3 separate regions of the Mus musculus genome follow, and regions 2 and 3 are each linked to region 1. The links are chromatin contacts, called in public HiChIP or PLAC-seq maps. All regions are on one chromosome and are shown on one strand. The core of a region is the stretch at or near the end of the contact, and the rest is flanking DNA. Distances in the headings are between cores, read along the strand shown. Region 1 has its middle 30 kb from the start of Mterf1b. Region 2 holds the start of Fzd1 (frizzled class receptor 1). Region 3 overlaps Cdk14 (cyclin-dependent kinase 14).

The links. HiChIP or PLAC-seq counts read pairs in DNA pulled down with a chosen protein or histone mark.
Region 2: an H3K27ac HiChIP or PLAC-seq map of the NIH/3T3 cell line shows a contact between it and region 1, with 10 times the contacts expected there. The contact joins the promoter of Fzd1 here to the enhancer-like site in region 1. A contact is called at or near these places in 14 of 39 promoter capture datasets (the 3T3-L1 cell line, 3T3-L1-derived adipocytes, HPC-7-derived erythroid cells and 9 more), 1 of 15 datasets of contacts at CTCF or cohesin (the NIH/3T3 cell line), 4 of 484 Hi-C or Micro-C datasets (cortical neurons, embryonic fibroblasts, nephron progenitors and 1 more) and 15 of 115 datasets of contacts at active chromatin or transcription factors (the NIH/3T3 cell line, bone marrow-derived macrophages, craniofacial prominence and 11 more).
Region 3: a contact with region 1 is called in an H3K27ac HiChIP or PLAC-seq map of SST interneurons, with 9 times the contacts expected there. The contact joins two enhancer-like sites. A contact is called at or near these places in 1 of 15 datasets of contacts at CTCF or cohesin (the NIH/3T3 cell line), 4 of 115 datasets of contacts at active chromatin or transcription factors (SST interneurons, embryonic basal ganglia, embryonic fibroblasts and 1 more) and 1 of 9 other capture datasets (embryonic trunk).

Annotation. Positions count from the first base shown.
Region 1 is chr5:4,220,718-4,223,957 of GRCm38.p6, reverse strand. No RefSeq gene overlaps it. Among named protein-coding and RNA genes, the nearest start is that of Mterf1b, 30 kb to the right of the region's middle. Within about 2 kb of position 1,532, at least 46 of the 459 cell types and tissues checked have an H3K27ac peak or open chromatin away from gene starts, as enhancers often do. A contact at or near this core is called in the NIH/3T3 cell line, the SN4741 cell line, SST interneurons and 2 more, where this site is marked.
Region 2 is chr5:4,756,966-4,760,165 of GRCm38.p6, reverse strand. It overlaps Fzd1 (frizzled class receptor 1), which reads left to right and starts at 1,950. Exons shown (of 1, transcript NM_021457.3): 1 at 1,950-3,200. The coding sequence starts at 2,586.
Region 3 is chr5:4,879,139-4,882,315 of GRCm38.p6, reverse strand. All of the region lies in intron 14 of Cdk14 (cyclin-dependent kinase 14), which reads left to right. Among named protein-coding and RNA genes, the nearest start is that of Fzd1, 120 kb to the right of the region's middle. Within about 2 kb of position 1,720, at least 10 of the 459 cell types and tissues checked have an H3K27ac peak or open chromatin away from gene starts, as enhancers often do. A contact at or near this core is called in SST interneurons, where this site is marked.

The DNA.
Region 1 (3,240 bases), core at 283-2,782:
TGTTGACATAACAGAATGCTTTGGAAAGTGTCCGTGCTGTGTAGAGCAGTAATTGTTGTTTCTCTCTCTCTCTCTCTCTCTCTCTCTCTCTCTCTCTCTCTCTCTCTCAATTTGACTATGTGAGGTGTGCATGTGTATTATAGTCATATGTGTGTATGTGTGGAGGCCTAAAGTTGAATGGGAATCTTTCCTTGATTTCTCTTCTACCTTAATTTTTTTTTTGAGGCAGTCTCTCAGTTTAATCCGGAGCTCTCTGATGTGGCTAATCTCTCTCAGCAGCCTGCTTTAGAGATCTCCTGTCTTTGCCTTATAGGTGAGCCACTGAGCCCACCTGTTGTTTGCTTGGGTCCTCTAGACATTGGCTGTTTCCAAACTGCTTGTTTCCTTTTTGGGGACTATTAGAAACAAAGTTGCCACAGATATTTGCTTTAAAGTCTTTACACACACACACACACACACACACACACACAGGACTCAAGAGGTTAAAGCAGGAGGATCAAGATTTTGAAACCAGCCTGGGTCACACAGCAAGACACTGTCTCATAGATTCTTTTTGACCACTGTGTGTAAATAGTACCTCTTTCCTTGTACACTGCTTTCTTTATTTCTTTTGTTGGTTTGGAGACAGTGTCTTGCTCTATTGTCATGATTGGCCTTGAATTTACCATCCCCGGAGTGTCCTTCCAGAGTGCTAATATTATAGTGCTTTGCTGCCATGATTCACTGTTTTGTTTTGTTTTTATGCAGAAATATGTTCTTCTTCTTAAAAATCTATATACTCACTTTAAGATATAGTTTTCATAACATTAAAACTACCTCTCATCAGTTTTAATTCCTCTGTAGTCTAGAATTTTTCTGGCATTTATAGGACATTTCTATATCTCTCATAGATACAGATAAAAAACCAACTGCCCTACGTCTCAGTTGACAAGTGCTCATCTAGCTGAGGACCTGATGATCTGCAGGTTCCAGAGGGATGGCCCCATTGATCTAGACACTTAATTGATCCTGGTATTATTGTAAATAGCAAACTTGGCAGTAGTGCAGCCAATGTAGACTAGACCCTAATAGTGGAGAGTAAGGGAAGGAGGAGCTGTAAGTTAGGATCCTGAGTAAAGTCAGAGGAAGGTCATGAGTTTGATTTTAGTCATCCTTGATAGAGATGAAGAAAGTGATGGGCAGGAGTTGGGAATGTGGACTTGGAGCTTGGAAAGCAGTTGGGAGTGGGTGAGTGTGCCCAGAGGATAGAGAAGGAAAAGAGCTAAGGGCTTAGCCCCAGGTGATGGCCAAATGAGAGAATATAAAGAGCAATGCACGGAGAGTCAGCTCCAAGGGAAAAATAAAGGACAGAATACTTGGAAAAATACAAAACTGAAGCATCCAGGAAGACTGGGAGAGTAGAGAATTTCAAGATGCATTAACTCAGCAAAGTCAAGAAAAACACTGAAAAATCCTTGTCTGGGGATCAGTGAATGGAAATCAACAAACACTTCAGGACTGTCTGACTCACAGTTCCCAAATGCCATACAGACTCCTCCGTATCAACCAAAGAAGATGAGGGGAGAAGTGACCGGAAATTAGTCAGACAGTGTAGGGACCTCAAGAAGAACGGAGTTTATCAGAAAAACATAACCACTGTTTTTCTGACATTTCTGCTGAGGCTTACAAAACCACTCCTTGAAGATGAAAAGCATTCTGAATATACTTCGTTTTGTGGGTTTGGAAGCAGCACCCCAGAGTGATTTTTGTTTAAAAAGGAATGTAGCCAAAAAAAAAATCATGATTGCATAAGAAGCCAAATATAATCTTCCCTTTTGCTGGCAGTCACTAGGCATCCTCTGAAGTTGCAGTCAGGAGCTTTTAATTGATAAAGCTTTGATATCACAAAAGGTCACCGTGGATTAGTCAGGCCTGTTGTGAAACATACTGTGTTCTTCACAAACATTAGCAATTAACTGCGATAAATAATAGCATGACTTACCACTTTCAAACACAGGACAGAGTCTTGAAGTCCCTTACCTGCGGTAAACAGCAGTTGGAATTAGCCTTTGTTCTAAACTTTTCAGTTGCCTTCTATGCTGTTCTGAACCTCTGGCTTTCCACCCCTTAATGTCTCCGTTTACACTGAGGTTCACAGATATTACCCACATGAGAAGAAAACTGCATTTTAAAATAAGTATGTTGTATCATAAACACAGTGTATGTGAGACCCTTCCGTTTTTGTAAATCTCTTTGATTAAATTATTCCTCCTGTTAAGCAAGACCTTTCATTGTGTTAATGATTTATTTTAATTTAATCCAACTGGCATTCTGCTGTAGCATGTCTTATTCCCATTCCAATTTTGTTCGCAATAAATGTGTTACAGTTCTTCTACTGGCGGTCAGGGAAACTTCATACAAAAGCGGCATTTATTTGCAATTACAGCAGAGCCAAGTCATACATACTCTCTCTGACAGTTTGGAGGATCTGTTTTCCAGCCTTCATCTGGAGCTGTTATTGGAGCCATTAAAATTATTTTTTCCCAGTTTTTAAAGGTCCAAGACACATTAATTTATCCTGATGGATGGTGTAGTGTGTTCACATAAAAGAAAAACAAGTGTTACATAAAACATGGCCAAGCCATCACCCACCTTTCCTTTCTGTTCCCTCTGACTCTAATGTTTCATTCTCCAAGGAAACTGACAAGCAGGGAAAACAGGAATCACCCCCCATTTGGTTTATTCTTTACTTTTCATGCCCCTTATCACACTGGGAGATGCCATTTTTGATCTGAAGTAAGAGTGAAACTTTTGCTTTCACACAAAAGTAAACACAGATGGTCTGATAATAGCAGGGAAGTTTAACAGGTCCGTTTAATGCCACATTTCATTAAATATGGCCAGTCTTACAGCAGACAGGCACTCCTTCAAGGAGCCAATCTTTATCTTTATTTGAACTCAGACTATGTGGCTTGTCTGTCACTGTAGAAGATGTTGCCCTCTGTACAAGGACAGCTATGAAAGCTGAAGAAAAGGTGGCCTTCTTCAACGCAACCAGACCCATCCAGCTGGCAAACAGATTGCATTCAAACGTTCTTTTCTGCCAGTCTATCGCAGGGCTTTTAGAAGCATTTTGCCATAGAAACAATGTTATTCACAGTGGTTCTATTCTTAGGAAAAGGTATGAAGCCTGCTTCACTCATTACATACATAGCTGTGGTAATAATTTTATAGGAGCAAAATGCACTTGTGCTAAATGAT
Region 2 (3,200 bases), core at 701-3,200, 540 kb before region 1:
TTGTAGTTACTACCTGTTGGTCTTAAAAACTGCTAGTAATTAATTTTTTTTCTTCAAAAATACTTTAAAGCAAGCTAGACATAGTGGTGTGTACCTGAGGTCCCAGCTACTCAAAAGGTTGAGGCAGGGGGACAGTAATGTTTACACGAAGACTCAAAACACGCTTTACCGTGAACATTACAGCTTCTATGAACATTAAAAAATATAATGATAATGTATCTAGGAGACAAGTACCTGCCATTCTGATTTAATAGGTATTGGTATGACTGCAGGTTCCCTCGGACACCAACGAGCTTCACGGGGCCTGCCCGGATGTAGACAAGCCTCATCTTGAGTGGTGATCTGTACAGTGTATCGGAATGTTGATGTTTCTCCACGCGAGCCTGAGTCCTGCTCCCTCTTTCAGTCGCCCTGGAACCACTTCCCGCTTCTGTGGGGGAAAGCCACCTGCACTAGCTATCTATTGTTTGAACAGTTTGGTTCATGATATTTTGTACCAGCTAAAGAGCCCTTTCTTTCCTGTCATGACCAGGGCATGTTCTCCTTGCCTGCCCCTCAGAAACTTGAGGGGTTTGTTTGTTTGTTGCCTTTTTGTTTTGTTTTCTGTTTTGTGCTTTTCTCTTTTGCATTTTGCATCTATTTCTCCGATGACCCCTCCCATTCCTCATCTCCCGTGTTAGCAGGTCATTTACTTCCCTTGCGTCCCTTTTGAGAATGGGTGGGCACTGCCATCACTGGTGACGTTCCTGTGCCCACTGTACTATGCCCTCCTTTAAATATGTGCCAGGGCTTCCTCTGTGCTCCCTACCTCCTGAGACAGTGCTCACTGTATCATGGATGCTTGGTAAATATCTAATGAAAAGTGAATCTGTATAAAAGAAGATAGAAAATAATTCGGGAACAGTCTCGTGAGATAATATCTAATGAAAAGTGAATCTGTATAAAAGAAGATAGAAAATAATTCGGGAACAGTCTCGTGAGATAAGTCTAATCGAAGGGGGGGGGGACTCTTGATAGAATTAATAAAACATAATAGCACTTTATTGATAAATCCGACTCACACAAGTTCTTGAAAATAAACTTGCAAGAACAAGCATGTGTGTCTGCTGAGGTTGATTATCCTGGTTTGAGTCGACTGACTGACTGTGCTTGGTCTTTCAGACTCACTTTGGTCATGTGTTTTGTCCTTCAAACTAATAGCTTCAGCTTTGACTACTTCCACTGAGGAGGAACTTAAATGACCCAGGCCTCAGAAGTTCCCAACAGACCCTGCAGGGTCCCCAGTGTTTAGAAGCGGCCCTCAAATGGTCCCAGATTGATCCTCCTGTCTGGATGTATGGCTCCCGTGTCTCACGCTGGAGCACCCAATGCGTTGGTTCTCAAGCCGGTTTTCCTCCAGCATTTAATGAATAGCTTCTGTTTTCCTTTACTTCTGTTTCTGATACCATTAAAGAGAAGGGGGAAAGTTTGACTACACGACGCATACTACTCACAGGAGCATCTGGGTTTACAATTTACATCCCACCAAACTTTGCGTTTTGCTTTCATTTGACAGCGATCGGGGGAAATGGCGCGTCCAAAGTCCACCAAGGCCAGTCTGTGAGCTCCACGGTTTATTGGAGTCATAGTTTAAACAAAACCTCGACAGACTTAAATTCAAAGGAAACCCGACTCTCAAGTCAGGGGCACGCAATCAGAACGCAGCACTCAAAGTAGCAGTCTGTGACCAGAGAGTCGAGGGTAGGATTATAAAATATGAAGACAGATAAAAAGCAAGACAGAGCTAAATCCCCGCGGCCAGCCGACTCCTATTCATTATCTCCTGCCGCATATGGGACCATTCTCTTACTTGTCCTCGCCCTTTCTTCTGCAAAAGCAAAAGCGACCTAGCCTGTCCGGCTTCATAGCTACTCTTTGTGCCGGAGCGGAGTCTCTGCCACCGCCACCACTACTTCCTCCACCTCCTCCGGTCTGCTGCGGGCTCCAGTCCGGGCTCGGAGGGAAAGGGCTCCCTTTGCGCTGTGAAGCGGGTGCTGCGATTGGGCGACGGTCCCTGAGCCGCCAGCTCCGCGTCGGTTTCAAGGCTCCTCCCTCCCGGTGAAAGACAGACTGGGGGGCGCCTAGAAACCCGTTGGAGGGCGCGCGAGGGAGAGCAGAGGCTGCGAGTTGAGGGATTGACACAAATGGTCAGGCGGCGGCGGAGAAGGAGGAGGCGGAGGCGCAGGGGGGACCCAGGGCGGCTAGGCTGCCGAGAGTTGGGCGCTCCTCTGCCCGGCTGCGACCACTAACGCGGCGCCGCCTGACAAGAGCCACAGCCTGCCGCGGGCCAGGGAAGAGGGACGCGACCCCGGCGCGCCTGGACCACTCTTGCTCTCCTCGCCGCCCGCGCTTCATGAACCGCAAGTTTCCGCGGCGGCGGCGGCGGCTGCGGGACGCGGAGCAGAATCCCGGGGAGCGGGCAGAGAGCGGCCGCACCCCGACGGAGGGCACGGGCGACCAGCTCTCCCGGATCACAGTGGGAGCCACCACCCGCCGCGCCGCTGCCCGTCCCAGTCAATCCGCGCCGAGGAGGGAGCCGAAAAAGTATGGCTGAGGAGGCGGCGCCTAGCGAGTCCCGGGCCGCCGGCCGGCTGAGCTTGGAACTTTGTGCCGAAGCACTCCCGGGCCGGCGGGAGGAGGTGGGGCACGAGGACACGGCCAGCCACCGCCGCCCCCGGGCTGATCCCCGGCGTTGGGCTAGCGGGCTGCTGCTGCTGCTTTGGTTGCTGGAGGCTCCTCTGCTTTTGGGGGTCCGAGCGCAGGCGGCGGGCCAGGTATCCGGGCCGGGCCAGCAAGCCCCGCCGCCGCCCCAGCCCCAGCAGAGCGGGCAGCAGTACAACGGCGAACGGGGCATCTCCATCCCGGACCACGGCTACTGCCAGCCCATCTCCATCCCGCTGTGCACGGACATCGCGTACAACCAGACCATCATGCCCAACCTGCTGGGCCACACGAATCAGGAGGACGCCGGTCTGGAGGTGCACCAGTTCTACCCTCTGGTGAAGGTGCAGTGCTCCGCCGAGCTCAAGTTCTTCCTGTGCTCCATGTACGCGCCTGTGTGCACCGTACTGGAGCAGGCGCTACCGCCCTGCCGCTCCCTGTGCGAGCGCGCACGCCAGGGCTGCGAGGCGCTCATGAACAAGTTCGGCTTCCAGTGGCCA
Region 3 (3,177 bases), core at 471-2,970, 660 kb before region 1:
TAGAATTTCTCGTGCTGTATAGTTGAAGTGCATAGATACCAGGTCTGAGGAGACCAGGCAGGCATCACACAGTACCCTTCTGGACAACACTGATGGAGAACTCTTCTTCCATCCACCTATTTTAAGGAAAAATCAAGAAAACAGAACAGAATTCATTGCAGTCAAGTGTATCTTGGTGCTAGATGAAAGTCGCTTTAGAAGGACTCGGACGGTGAGAAAAGAGGCACTTGGCCAAAGCAAAAGGAGCCAGAGCCAGGTGACTGAGTTACATGAGAGGCATGGAAAGACACAATGCCTGGTGCCCACAAGAGCAAGAGATGACATTAGCAAGGGCCATAACTCCATTGAAGTGCCATAGTGGCTTCCTCCGTTAGCAGTAGTATGCAAAAGGAAGGCAGACTGACAGTCGATATAGCTGCACACACTTCACAAAGACAGGACTGTAAGGCAGAAGCCAACAGTAGCCTTAATCTGTCTGCCATATTGACTCTGGAAACTGCTCCAGGAGATGGAGGTGTCCAAGGCTCCCCTTCCATGCTGTGACATTGTGGTGGGTCACTTTTACAGTCGGTGTCATATTGTCTTCATCTTCTCTTCACTTTGTAGTTTCTGTTGCCTTGTTTCTGCTTACTCATGGATCCATCTTCCTCTCTCTTCTCTTTGTCCTATTTCTGGAGGAATCTGCTACTGATCTCTTATTACCTTGGATCCTAAAACCCTCCTAGAAAACTGCTCTGATTTGTATAACCAGGAGTAGAAACTGAGGCTATTGGGTGAACCCTCCCTTTATGAACTACTGGCTGATTCCAGGCTGCTTCTAAATCAGAACTGAGCCTGATCTGACCAAGCCAGCTCAGTCAACAGGTTCTCCAGCACAGGAGAGAGGATTAAAAAGAAAAAAGACAATTAGAAAACATTGTAGCATGACCCCAGCCAGTTCTGAGGCTGGGGAAGGTTTCTTCTTCCCAATCCACTTTTATACCATTTTAATTACATTCAAGTAATTCAGTCAAGCAGTACAATAAACACTAATAGTCAAGGAACAAGCAAGGCAATAAACAAAGTCCCAAGATCACTCCCCATCACTGTTTCTGAGGGCTTATCAGGTTAACCAAGATATCTAAGCCTACTTCCCTGTCCTAGCCCAAAGTCTTATTCTTGCCAAAAGCCTACTTCCCTGTTCTAGCCTAAAATTATATTCCTGCCTGAGCTTACTTCCTTGTCATGGCCCAAAGTCAGATTCCTGCCTGAAGCCCATTTTCTTGTCATTGGCCAATGTCAGATTCCTGCCAAGCAGCCCCTAAAGCTCTCCACACTGGTCCAATCCACTTAGCTGTGAGTTAGGAGGCCAGGCTGTTCATAAAGACCCCTCAAAATACAGCTCTGCACTTGCCCATCCCAAAAGTTTCAGTGATGCAAAGAAGCCAACCATGTGCCTAGATTGTACATTGCCCTAGCTGTGCGGCACAAGAGGAAAAGGCTGTTTGAATATGATACTGCACATTCTCACTGTGAGATACTTGGGGCTTTTGGTAAAGATTTTCTGTTGTTAACAAATGGGGAGAATGGCTATTGGGATGTATCACCATCTTTATTCATTTGTTCAATCTAGGTTTATTTCTGGAGAAGGACAATCACTGCGTTTCTTCTCGTTGCCAGGATGGTTACTCTCTGTGTGATGCAATAAGTGTTTCTTCTCCAGCAGCTGGAGTTTCATCATTTCTTTTGTCTTGGGTAGTTGGCAACATTTGTGGAAATAATAGGAACAGAGGAAGCAAGCACAAGCATGCTCTTAGGCTTTATCTGAGGAGAGCCCTGGTTGCTGTCCTTGCTCCAGCTGGACGGGAAAACCAAGCCAGAACTCTGCATCACAGATGCATGCTGCATGCTGCAGGCTGCAGGCTCAGTGTGGCTCAGTTTTCCACCCACCCACCTCTGGCCTTTCCTGTAATGGGATGACCATATGAACTCCAGAACGTTTATGAATGCAACAAATGTGTAGACCACCGCCTCTTGTTGCAATGTCAGTGGCGGCCACCCCTGCAGGCTTAGCTCTCTTTCATGCTGAGGCGTCTCTGAGCTCCTTTAATGGGCTTCAGACGGGCTGTAGAAGTTTCTGGATCTTTTTCTTTGGGCACCTTTGATCTGCATTCTGCATCAGCAGCACCCCAACTCCACAAGTGGGTGAGCAAAAGATTTAGGCCTTGACTAAAAGCAGAACGAAAACATTCTAGTGTGTTTCAGGAGTGTGTTGGTAAACTTTGTTTTGTGTTAAAATAACAAACTTGCAGAAACAGTGTGGGGAATTGTGAAGATTCCCTCACTCATTTGCCTAAACACCATTCTCTCATTTTCTACTCCATCTCTGTGCCATACATAAATATTAACATACACTTTAGTTTCCTAAACAGTATAATTCACATGATGTGTACCCTTTATGTCTAAACAATACATTGTATTTATCTTTAAAAAAAAACAATTTGGAGTGATCCTTTTTATAGTACAAATAATGATAGCCTTTGACCTTCACTTTCTTTGTTTCATCCTAAGATTTTTATGTTTATTTAGCTGGTTTTTGCTTTTGCACATTTGTTTGGGGTATTTGTTTGATTGACGTTTTTGTTTTTTGAGTGGCTGAAAGAAAATTGATTTGATGCTCCACAAACTGTCTCATTAATCCATGGATCCTAAAACAAATTCTCTTTGTGTATTGTGTGTGTGTGTGTGTGTGTGTGTGTGTGTGTGTGTGTCTGTGAATTAGCACTTCCATATTAGAGGAGTTTGAAACTATGAATTGGACAGAGAAAACAACACTTGTAGCTTTCCTCTTCAGAACTGTTTGCCAACACTGTAATCTTGAGAGAGCCTTTGCACAGACAGAGGCACAGGTGTGAATAACTAATAACTAAACTGGATTTTACAGCATACGGCCCCACCTGTGGCTTGTGGCTGTCATCAGCTCTGGAACCCCATTTTTCCTTTCTGTTTAATATTGTTGATTCTTATGGATTTGGGGGTACAGAAGGAATTGTCTGTGCTCTAAATGCACAGTATTCCATTATTTTCCAGGATAGCAGCTGATTTTCCTCTCCTGCCTCCAGACTGTCTTTGTGATCTGCCGGCACTCTAGGAACTGTCTAGCATAAAAGGAGGCTGTTTGGGCCAAGTAGGCTGCAG